2 separate regions of the Oncorhynchus mykiss genome follow, and region 2 is linked to region 1. A link is a contact called in public Hi-C data. All regions are on one chromosome and are shown on one strand. Each heading gives the region's core, a stretch centred on a gene start, on an enhancer-like site or on the middle of the called end of the contact. The rest is flanking DNA. Distances are from core to core; before and after follow the strand shown.

What was found. Hi-C and Micro-C count contacts between places; a contact is called where the count stands out from the background.
Region 2: a Hi-C map of blood shows a contact between it and region 1, with 6 times the contacts expected there. The contact joins the promoter of LOC110520637 here to the promoter of LOC110520634 in region 1. A contact is called at or near these places in 2 of 3 Hi-C or Micro-C datasets (blood and liver).

The regions. Positions count from the first base shown.
Region 1 is chr3:78,072,864-78,078,572 of USDA_OmykA_1.1, reverse strand. LOC110520634 (E3 ubiquitin-protein ligase TRIM11) reads left to right here and starts at 1,793. Exons shown (of 6, transcript XM_021598044.2): 1 at 1,793-2,406; 2 at 2,523-2,618; 3 at 3,229-3,462; 4 at 3,758-3,890; 5 at 4,012-4,089; 6 at 5,061-5,709. The coding sequence starts at 1,843. The coding sequence ends at 5,611.
Region 2 is chr3:78,223,883-78,229,253 of USDA_OmykA_1.1, reverse strand. LOC110520637 reads left to right here and starts at 1,828. Exons shown (of 7, transcript XM_036975288.1): 1 at 1,828-2,327; 2 at 3,635-3,755. The coding sequence starts at 3,736.

The sequences.
Region 1 (5,709 bases), core at 544-3,043:
GATTTGAATTTTGATTTGATGTCCAAGTAGATTTAAGTCAAAACTCTACTGTCTTCTTGGAACATCGACTGTCTTCTTGGAACATCGACTGTCTTCTTGGAACATCGACTGTCTTCTTGGAACATCGACTGTTCTCTTGGAACATCGACTGTCTTCTTGGTAAATCGACTGTCTTCTTGGAACATCGACTGTCTTCTTGGAACATCGACTGTCTTCTTGGAACATCGACTGTTCTCTTGGAACATCGACTGTCTTCTTGGTAAATCGACTGTCTTCTTGGAACATCGACTGTCTTCTTGGAACATTGACTGTCTTCTTGGAACATCAACTGTTCTCTCGGAACATCGACTGTCTTCTTGGAACATCGACTGTCTTCTTGGAACATCGACTGTCTTCTTGGAACATCGACTGTCTTCTTGGAACATCGACTGTTCTCTTGGAACATCGACTGTCTTCTTGGAACATCGACTGTTCTCTCGGAACATCGACTGTCTTCTTGGAACATCGACTGTCTTCTTGGAACATCGACTGTTCTCTCGGAACATCGACTGTTCTCTTGGAACATCGACTGTCTTCTTGGAACATCGACTGTTCTCTTGGTAAGCAACTCCAGCGTAGATTTGGCCTTGTGTTGTAGGTTATTGTCCTGCTGAAAGGTGTATATTTTTTTATTGCAGTCACTGCAATGTTGATCCATTCACAGTTTTCTTCCATCACAGCCATTGAACTCTGTAGCCGTTTTAAAATCACCAATGGCCTCATGGTAACATCCCTGAGCAGTTTCCTTCCTGTCCTGCAACTCAGTTCTGAAGGACGACTGTATCTTTGATGTGTCTGAGCGGTTTAATACATAATCCGCAACATAATTATTAACTTGACCAGGCTTAAAGATATATTCAATGTCTGATTTGTTATTGTTGCCCATCTACCAATCCCTGCCCTTCATTATGAGGCTTTCGAAAAGCTCCCTTGTCTTTGTGGTTGAACCTGTGCTTGAAATTCAATACTTGACTGAGGAACCTTACAGATGTTATATGTATGACAGACAGAAGAAGGGGCAGTCATTACAAAAATAATTTCAACCCCTATTATTTCACACAGAGTGAGGTCAGAAAAGTATTCATACCACCTTGACTGAGGAACCTTACAGATGTTGTATGTATGACAGACAGAAGAAGGGGCAGTCATTACAAAAATAATTTCAACCCCTATTATTTCATACAGAGTGAGGTCAGAAAAGTATTCATACCCCCTTGACTTATTTGTATGTGCATTTATTATTGATCTCCATTAGTTCCTGCCCAGACAGCAGCTATTCTTCCTGGGGTCCAGCAAAAAAATAAAGCAGCTACAGGGCATTCAGAAAGCATTCAGGCCCCTTCCTGATAGTAATTATTATTATTTATACATTTGCAAACATTTCTAGAAACCTGTTGTTGCTTTGTCATTATGTGGTATTGTGTGTAGATTGATGAGGATAAAAAAAAATCCATTATAGAATAAGGCTGTAATGCAACAAAATGTGGAAAAAGTCAAGGGGTTTGAGTACTTTCTGAATGCGCTGTATATACCATTTCATAAACCTTGTTTTGGTTGTAATAGTGTTATATTGGAGTAAGGTTGGTTGTTGGTGCAATTATTATTATTTTTTATCCCTTTTTAATTTTTGTATCACAAATGTAATGTGATTGAACACGCACTAACGCTGCGACGCGCACAAACAACATGTGCGAACGTCATAATACCAAGGAAGAAGAAGGGATCCAATCCCATGACAGGTCCATGGACTCCACCCTGCAAAAAAAAAGAGGCTTTCCAGGGCCTGGTAGATATTTCACTGATATGTTGAAAGAATCCGGGCAACACCCTATTACCAAACCCACGCATCCTGTACAGACTTGTCACTCATTCTTCCTGCTCCCGCGTCGAAACAAAATGGCGACGGGTGGTTTATCTCGGGAGCATTTTATCTGCTCTGTCTGTCTCGATGTCTTCTCCAACCCCGTCACTATTCCCTGTGGACACAACTTCTGCCAGGGATGCATACAGTCCTACTGGAACAAAGGGGAGTGCAGCTGCCCTCTGTGTATGAGAAAGTTCGCTGAGAGACCTGAGCTGGCCATGAACCATGTTCTAGACGCCCTGTCCAACACTCTCAGATTGGCGGAGCCACATCGTAAACCAGCGAAAATCTCCATTCTTCCCAGGAAAATGGCAGGGAAGTGTACATCTATAGTTGAAGAACTGGCCCAGCCAAGGGATGTGAACACATTATGTGGTGAACATGGTCAACCTCTGTCTCTGTTCTGCCTGGATGATAAGGCTCTGATCTGCGCTCAATGTGACTCTCTGGGTCATAAGACCCACAAAACCACACCTGCAGAGGAACAGATCCCCCAAATGAAGGTAAGGAGAGAAATGAGTATGAATAATGACCAATAATTACTCTAGAGTATAATGTCTACTGTAACTTTAAACGGCAGTATCTCTGTGCGTGTAAATAAAATGCCCTGAATTTACAGCAGAGAGTGCTGAAAGAGCTGCTTGCCAAAAAGAACAATGTGTGCATGGTAAAGACGGAGATTCTCAAAGCCAAGAACACCATGGAGTCATTCAAGGTACGGTACTAACCAGATTTCCATCCAACCTCTTAGTGAGTAAAGTACATGTTGGATAAATGTTTTAATGACAGGCCTGATGGAAACCGTTTTATTGTTGTTGTAAACTTTCCAAATGTCGACAAAAACTAAATGCTTCAGAGAAGGTGGGATTTTTTTTTGTGTCGGTAAAATGAATTATGCTAGAAATATCGGTGGAAACTTTTTTCTTTATATGCGCAAATATTGATATAATAACCTTCATATCGAAGTAAACTTGGAGTCAAGCGATGACGTGTTGTGTGGTTTTCCCACTACGACTCGTCGGCAAAGATGAATGTCGCCATTTGGATGGAAACCTAGCTACTGTTTAATGTATTTATATGAAAAAGACTGTGGATGAGTTGAGCCACAGTGAAATGTCATGGTTACAGAGTTCTTTCCATCTACAAACCCTCTGATTCTATTCTAGAATATGATTACGAGGCCATTTCATATGTAATAGGAAGCCTCTGTAACATATAAAACTGGTTATTGGGAGGAAGATGAACTAAAACAAGAGCAAGAAAACAAACACTAGAAAACATCCACTGTGTCATGTATTTTTTGTTCCGACACCTCTTCCTGTCAGATCTCTGCCAGTCTACAGAAACAAGAACAGCAGACAAATTTCATCATGCTGATCTCAGCCATCACAGAGGAGCAGAAACAACTGCTGACCTCAATGGAGGAGAAAGAGAAAGAGATGCTGCTGAAAACAGAGAGTGAGGTTCAGAAGATGGAGAAGAGATTCAAGAGCTTGGAGGATGAGGTCACTGGGATGGAGCTCGCATTGCAGGGTGAAGAACCCGGGAGGTTGCTTCAGGTGAATTTACACTTTGTTTCAACAAATATTTACCAACTCGAGCCCAAATGGTCAAAGTGGACTTTGAGCTGACGTCTGCCTTACTGGTGTCATATATATATATATATATATATATATATATATATATATATATATATATATATATATATATATATATATATTATTTTCAGGATTGTCTGTAAAACCCTGATGAAGGCCACAAGCTGAAACATGTTGGTTTTTAATGACAACACAGCAGTTCTAGGATCAACTTCCATTGTCCTCCAAGAGTGGCTAAATATCCTCCTGTTTTCAGGATTACAATGCCCTGCAGAAAGGCTCAGTTGATGCATCTCCATACTGTGTCAGTCTGGACCCAGAGGAGAGACTTGTTCAGGCAGGAGAACTCAAAGAGAGGCTCCACAAGGAGATTGACAGGATCTGGAAGGGTCAGTACATTCATTTAATAAGTACCGTGTGATTAGACTATTTCCAGTAATTCAGGAAGACAAACTGCAGCTATTCATAAAAACATTATTGTCTTCCATGACTATTTTCTTCGATCCACAGACCAAGGTTCTGGCGCTAGGACAGCTTTACGTGTAGATCCCACAGCCTGTCGGTGTTCACTGTCAACACTGAAACAATGTAAGTATAATGAATCTGATTTGATTTTAACATGTATGTTATATTCACTGTGAAAGTCTCTGGTATTGAGCAATACGTCCATGTAGTCTAATGGTTCAGTACTAGACATACACAATATCTGATATCAGAGCCTATTGTGTACAGTTGACACACAACACTAATCAAACTGTTAAGAGTGGGTAAACACTCCACAATAGATCTTGCACAACAGTTCTGGTTTTATGCTCTGTCATATCTGACACTGACCTCGAATTAAATCCTAATTTCTAGAACATTTGGAAATTGTGATACTCAAAATAGTAAAACAATTATTGTTTTTAACTTAAAGGCGTTAACTAATTTCAGTGTTTCTTTTTTTGGGGGGCCGGGCAGGCAGACGCATTTGGGAAGTTACGCCTTCATCAGAGCATCTAAAGATGTGCCAAAACTGTTGTATTTTTATATGCAGGTGCCTAGGTGATAATTACAATTGCCTCACCTGTGTGAAGGTGGTACATAGTGGTAATAAAAACATTAGTGAACAAATTATTGTTACTATATATATGTGTGTGTGTGTGTGTGTGTGTACACACACACATATCACACATTTGAGAATTGTGGTGCATTTAGTTCCTATTGCACAGTAATGCCTACAAAAATAGATGTTTTTGGGAATAGAAAAATAAACATCTGGATAGAAAGATTGTGATTGAATGTAGGAAATTATACATATTGTATAAGCATTAAAAATACAGTGCAGCTATATAATCTATTAAAAAAAAAGGTCTGAATGAGAAATCATCACTTGGACCTCAAGGATGAGAGTATTTTAGGGAGGTTACCCCCTCTGATAGGTGTGACCTGTTCTAGACCCACAAAAGCATAAAGAGGACGGTGGGCCGTGTTTGCCTTCCAAATAGTGTTTTACCATAGCATATTCAATATTACCATTAACGATGACTGTTTTTAAGTATTCTTGACTGAATCAACAGATGAAAAGACCATCACCTTGGATCCCAATTCTGTCGGGAGACATATCTGGCTATCTCTGGACATGACCAGTGCTAGGAACACATACCCACACATCCAGCCCCACACCCTGCACCCAGAGCGACTCAAACGGAGTGAAATGGTGAGGGGTGCTCAAGGCTTCAGTAGAGGCTGTCACTACTGGCAAGTGCACTTTAAGAATCTTCCCAGTGGATCACAGGAGGACTCGTATTGTGAGGTTGGGGTGATGTACAAGGAAAACGCTGGCGAAATGAAGGAGAGTTGGCACATACGGTTTTCCACCTCTCAGACTACGCTATATGCAAATTCAGGTAAAACAGTTCATACCATAACCACTGGTAACAACTCTCTTAGCAGCATTCATGTGTATTTAGACTGTGACTCTGGAATCCTTGCTGTGTACGGTAATGTATCGAGTACTGTAGTAAATATACATAAAATTAACTTAGTTTACTCTTTCAACACCAAATTCAGTGAACCTCTGTACCCCATGTTTGTAATCCCTAAAGGGGCAGATATTAGGTTCAATTAGGGGACCCAGAATGATGAATATACCCATCTGTAGATTTGTAGTCATGGAAAAGTTGCATAATCTAAATTGTTAAGTTGGAATGCAATCTGTTTTTTGTA
Region 2 (5,371 bases), core at 579-3,078, 150 kb before region 1:
TAGGCTCGAGAACTCCTGATGAAGTTGACTAACTGATTTCAGAGCTTAAATAGACAAATGAATTAGTCACAGGAATCAGAACTATTAAAGCCAATACAACTTCCTGTTTTACAAATGGTGGGCCTACCACATGGATGGGCATTCATAAAATTCCATTGCCAGCCACACCCCAGTAAGCACAAGCCGACATCTAAGTTTATCACATCGATGGGCATTCATAAACATGTAATTTTAGGCAACATTGTAAGTTATACCTCAGTTAGCACAGGAGGATGTCTTTTTTTGGTGCAGTTCCAAACAGGCCTTGATTTCAACATCCACAGACATAGATTTTTGATCCGGACCAAATTTGAACCAATCATATGTTAGGTTCAGTTTTTGTCCAGTCTAGACCATTCTTGATTTGGCCCAAACATAGACATATATTTAACCAGGCAAGTCAGTTAAGGACACATTCTTATTTTCAATGACTGCCTAGGAACAGTGGGTTCAGGGGCAGAACGACAGATTTGTACCTTGTCAACTCGGGGGTTTGAACTCGCAACCTTCCGGTTACTAGTCCAACACTCTAACCACTAGGCTACCCTAAATTACTTATTTTCAACTTTCATTCAGAACTGAAAATGAACCTGATTTCAACATCCATAGAATATGTTTTTTTTCCTGGAAAATGTTATTTAAACATATGGAAAATACCTTTTCACCTTCCATTCAGAACCTAAATTGAACCTAACTTCGTCTTTTAAATACGTATTTTAGACGTCCTTTTAACGTCATTATGCTTACTGGGACTATTCTAGTTATGTGCGGGGGCGATTTTTTTTGGTCTCGCCTATTCCGGCATAACGCCAAGGACCGGTGTTGTGCCGAAAATCTCCCCCCTGCCAGAATCCCCCATTCGCGTGAACGCGCACGCACTCAATTCTTCATTGCTGCGATTTGCTTGCTAGTTGAGATTTCTGATCACGTTAGGCTACGCCCTGGTGAAGTGTAGACCTTACCGTGAAATGATTACTTTCAAGCCTTTATTAACGAACAATGCAGTTTTCATAAAATATAGTTAAGAAAATATTTACAAAATAAACTAATCCAGACATCCTGGAGTGCCCTGTAAACGTGAAGGAGATTGAGGTGACAAAAATCAGAGCGGTCAATCGAATCTCTTATGCAGAAGCGATTAACAGAATTGAGAAAATAAGTGATGCTAGTGAATATGTGGTTGTGGACGCATCACAGTCTGTAGTAAATGTTTGCTGCCAGCCAAAAGATAGCCTGTGCGTTAAAAGGGTGGATTTTGTGGCGTTCATTTCCACAGTTATAAACTGTGCGGCACAAGTCTCTAATAAGTATAAGAATAAGAAACTGGACATTATTGTGTTTGCGGCAGAACGTTTTTGAGACTTAAGGATCTTACTTCTGAAGGCCCGCCCTCCCAGGTTCCCCGTGAGCCTGTGTATGGATCATATGGTTTATTTTGTTAACAGAAAAGTTGTTTGATTTAGTTTATTTTTTGTTAGTTTTTTGTTGTTGTTGGTATTTTGTTCCATTTTGGGGAATCCTGTTTCCATCCCGCACAGCAGGTTGCCGGATGCACATTTAATTGTGCGATCGTCAATATACCATAGAAGAAGTCCATTCCACAAATAGAACAATGAGACAGATATTTCACCAGATGTATAAATGTAAAGCATCCGCTTGGCGTTTAAACTCCCTACCAAATATGGTAGTGAGAGGAAGCCCAGTGGCCGGCAGTGGTAGAAGACGCAACGAGATGGATTTTGGCCAACATTCTGTACATTTTCTCATCGATTAAACATTTTTATCTCAATACAGTTTTCTGTTCCCAAAACTAGAATCTGTTGTAAACAGAGTGGACTACGTTTTGTAGACTTTAACATTTGCCAAAGTTGTAAAAAAATGCATTGTTTAGAAGGAACGCAAAGACGAATTTAGTTATTGCACACGCGCACTTCACCGAGTAGGGTTCCCTAACATGAATATGCAGATATCTGCTAGAACCGGCGAATAGGATCTCATCTCAATATGACTCATTTGTTCCCATTGCAAATGGCAGGCCCTGGTCTATCTTGGTTTAGTTAAAGAAATATTTGCCCCATTGCCTTTTGGGGGCGTTCGACCTGGTTATCATGTGATTTCACAAAAACGAGTGACGTTTGGAAAACACAAGTGACCGGAAGAATTACTAGTATTCACAGCACGGTCAGACTGTTTATGTGTTTACATGTCTATTTTCTCTTCTGCTTTTACCCACGGCGGGAAATATCACGTTCTTTGAAAGGGATTCATCAAGGAAGGCATATCTTCAGGTACAATTATTTATTAATGCCAGCATTTAGTTCGGATCAAGAAACGTGTAGGACAAGCGTAACTTTACCCCTTTACACGCAAAATCATTATTAGAAACACTGTAGACTTGGAAGACGACACAAATCTCTATTTTATTTTCTTCATTAAAATTGTTTGTTGTGTTTTATCATTTCAAGAGTTGCATACTGGTTGTAGACAACATATTTATATAAACACATAACAGTAACCTAAAGTAAGCATAGATTGAGTCAAGTGTTGTTCACCTGTCCCAACGTTAGATCATACAACCTGATCGCTATAGCAATAGACGCCACACAAACCTCACAGTACTGCTGTACCTTTCCTTTTGTTTGAGTGAGAATTTCATTTTCACTTCTGTATTCAATATCTTTTGTTTTTCAGAACATTGACCAACAATGGACCAGTCCTCTCGATAATTTTTTTAAAGGTTTTAGGAATAACAAGATATGAAATATTTCCTTCTAACTATTTACTTGATGTTGCAGTGTTTTTATGGTAAGTTGTCCACTGCTATTATGGGTTTCTGAACAGGTTCAACGTAGCAGTGTTTACCGCTGAGCATGTTTACCGCTGTGCATGTTTACTGCTAAACAGTGCGGAGTTTCCCAAACTAGGGGTCAAGTTGAAAATGCGGTCGCAAGACAAAATTTGGGGCAGATTCTAGATGCGGTTGTAATTAACAGACCGGTTTCTGTTTTCTTCCTATAAATGTGGCTCTCTTTTTAACGTTTTAAGCGTAACAATATTATGATGCCTTCACTGAAAGACACGACTCAGGAACACTTGTTTCCAGCTACTATGCCCACAAGCCATTAGAATGGCGCGGACAAGACCAGGCTCTAAATCAGACTGCGGGGGAAAGAACATTGTCAATGATGGTGTTATTTTCAACACAGAAGATCACACAACGTTATTGCCTGATGGTCTCCTGAACTTCTCAGTACCTTTCTGATGCATTTCAGTCACTTCAAACCATACTGTCTTTCAGACTGAAATACTGTCAGACTGATTTGTAATAAACTGTCATAGTCAAATTAAGAAAGGGACCATTGGCAGTTGATTACATAACATGGTGGGGTTACTGGCGGCTAGGTAGCAAGTCATTGATTTACTGTACCTTGGCTGGGATAAGATACTGAAGTCTCTAGTTGCTCTCAGTTGCTCTCAGACATACACCCACAAACAGTCTGTGTCTGTGGGCAGTATAGTGTCTTGTACTGTATGTTATCTTCATTTACGAGTTTAACGATACAGTCCCTCTCTGTATCCCCTTTTGCCATCCTAGCCCTGTGTACCCTCCCTGCTCCGGTCAATGTTACCATCGATTCTCTCAACTTCCACCATGTTCTCCGCTGGATCCCTGGGCCAGGCACACCACCCGGGACCATGTACAAGATCTTACACAGGTTGTCACCTACACCCCCCCCCCCCTTCCCCCATATTAAATTCTAGATAGTAGTATCACCCATCATCATGATTGTGTTTGTGTTTATCATATTGGATAATTCTACTACTGCATTGTGGTTAAGGTTTATGGACTTTAGACGAATGATGGTGATCTGATTCCCATGACACTTGATATGACTGGGTTGTAACGTGTGTCAGACGTTTGGTGTAGTAATAATAAGGATAATGTCTCCCTGTCATGGCTTTTGCTCCATCAGTACAGATCCCATCACATCTTGACCACCAAAGTCCATTTGATGTCACAAATCTGTCCAGTACTTTAAAAATATCCTCTCCTGTTGTCCTGGTTTCCAGTGGTTTGCAGAAGAGGATGTCTTCCTTAATTGACCCCCCCCCCCCCATAAGCGTAACGGACACTCACCAGGAGCTGTGCCAGGCCCGCCACGTCTGTTGACTCATCCAGCTGTAACGCATAGAATTCACTGGCTTGTGTGTGAAGCAGTATTTGTTTCAAAACATCTCCTGCCATGTCACTGATGCGTCGTGAAACAGTGTTCGTTTGATGAAGGCATTGTCTGTATAGTTTTTTGGGTCTTTTCCCCCCAGCATTGTCCCAGCCCATATCCGCGGCAGCAGGAAGAATGAAGTCCTCCACAATAGTATGGGGCTTGCCTGTCCTAGCCACTCGGTAGCTCACCATATAAGACACTTCTAGCCCCTTCTTATTAATGGTGTCTGTTGCTTTTATACATGTCTTACTACTCGAGTCATCTTAATTCTCGCTCAAAAAACTCCTGTGGCTTATTTTTCACATTGTCATGTTTCGTTTCTAAATGTCTGCGTAAGAGTGAAGGTTTCGATCGAGAGAGTAACGGTTAATGTGATTGGATGAGTAACGGTTAATGTGATTGGATGAGTAACGATTCATGTGATTGGATGAGTAACGGTTAATGTGATTGGATGAGTAACGGTTAATGTGATTGGATGTTAATAATTTGACATGGCTACCTGTATTTGACATTGTGTTGTTATTTCGCCAGATGGTTTATCTTATTTTTGGCAGTGAAACAAGGCTACTCAGGTGAGGGGGAAAAAAAACTCACACAAATGTATAGCTCCGTTGGAAAAATATAAAATGTGCTGTTTGATTATAATATTTTTGGTCTGTGAACCACATTTTCATTTGGCGTGCCCCCGACGGCATTGCGTGTTCCCCAGTTTGGGAAAAACTGATATAGAGGATATCGCCGTAGTCTAAAATCGGAATGAATGTAGACTGAATGATTTGTTTTCTGCTATTTAACGAAAGACATTCCCTATTCCTAAAGACCTCTTAACTAACTCAGCAATTTGCTTTTTTAGAAAGATAGCTTTTTCATCAATCCAGATACCCAGATATGTATTAACCCTGGACATGATCAATGTGGGCATCATCTAATGTACATATGGATAAATCATCAGATACATTTCCAATATGGATAAATCATCAAGATACATTTCCAATGTGGATAAATCATCAAGATACATTTCCAATGTGGATAAATCATCAAGATACATTTCCAATGTGGACAAATCATCAAGATACATTTCCAATGTGGATAAATCATCAAGATAC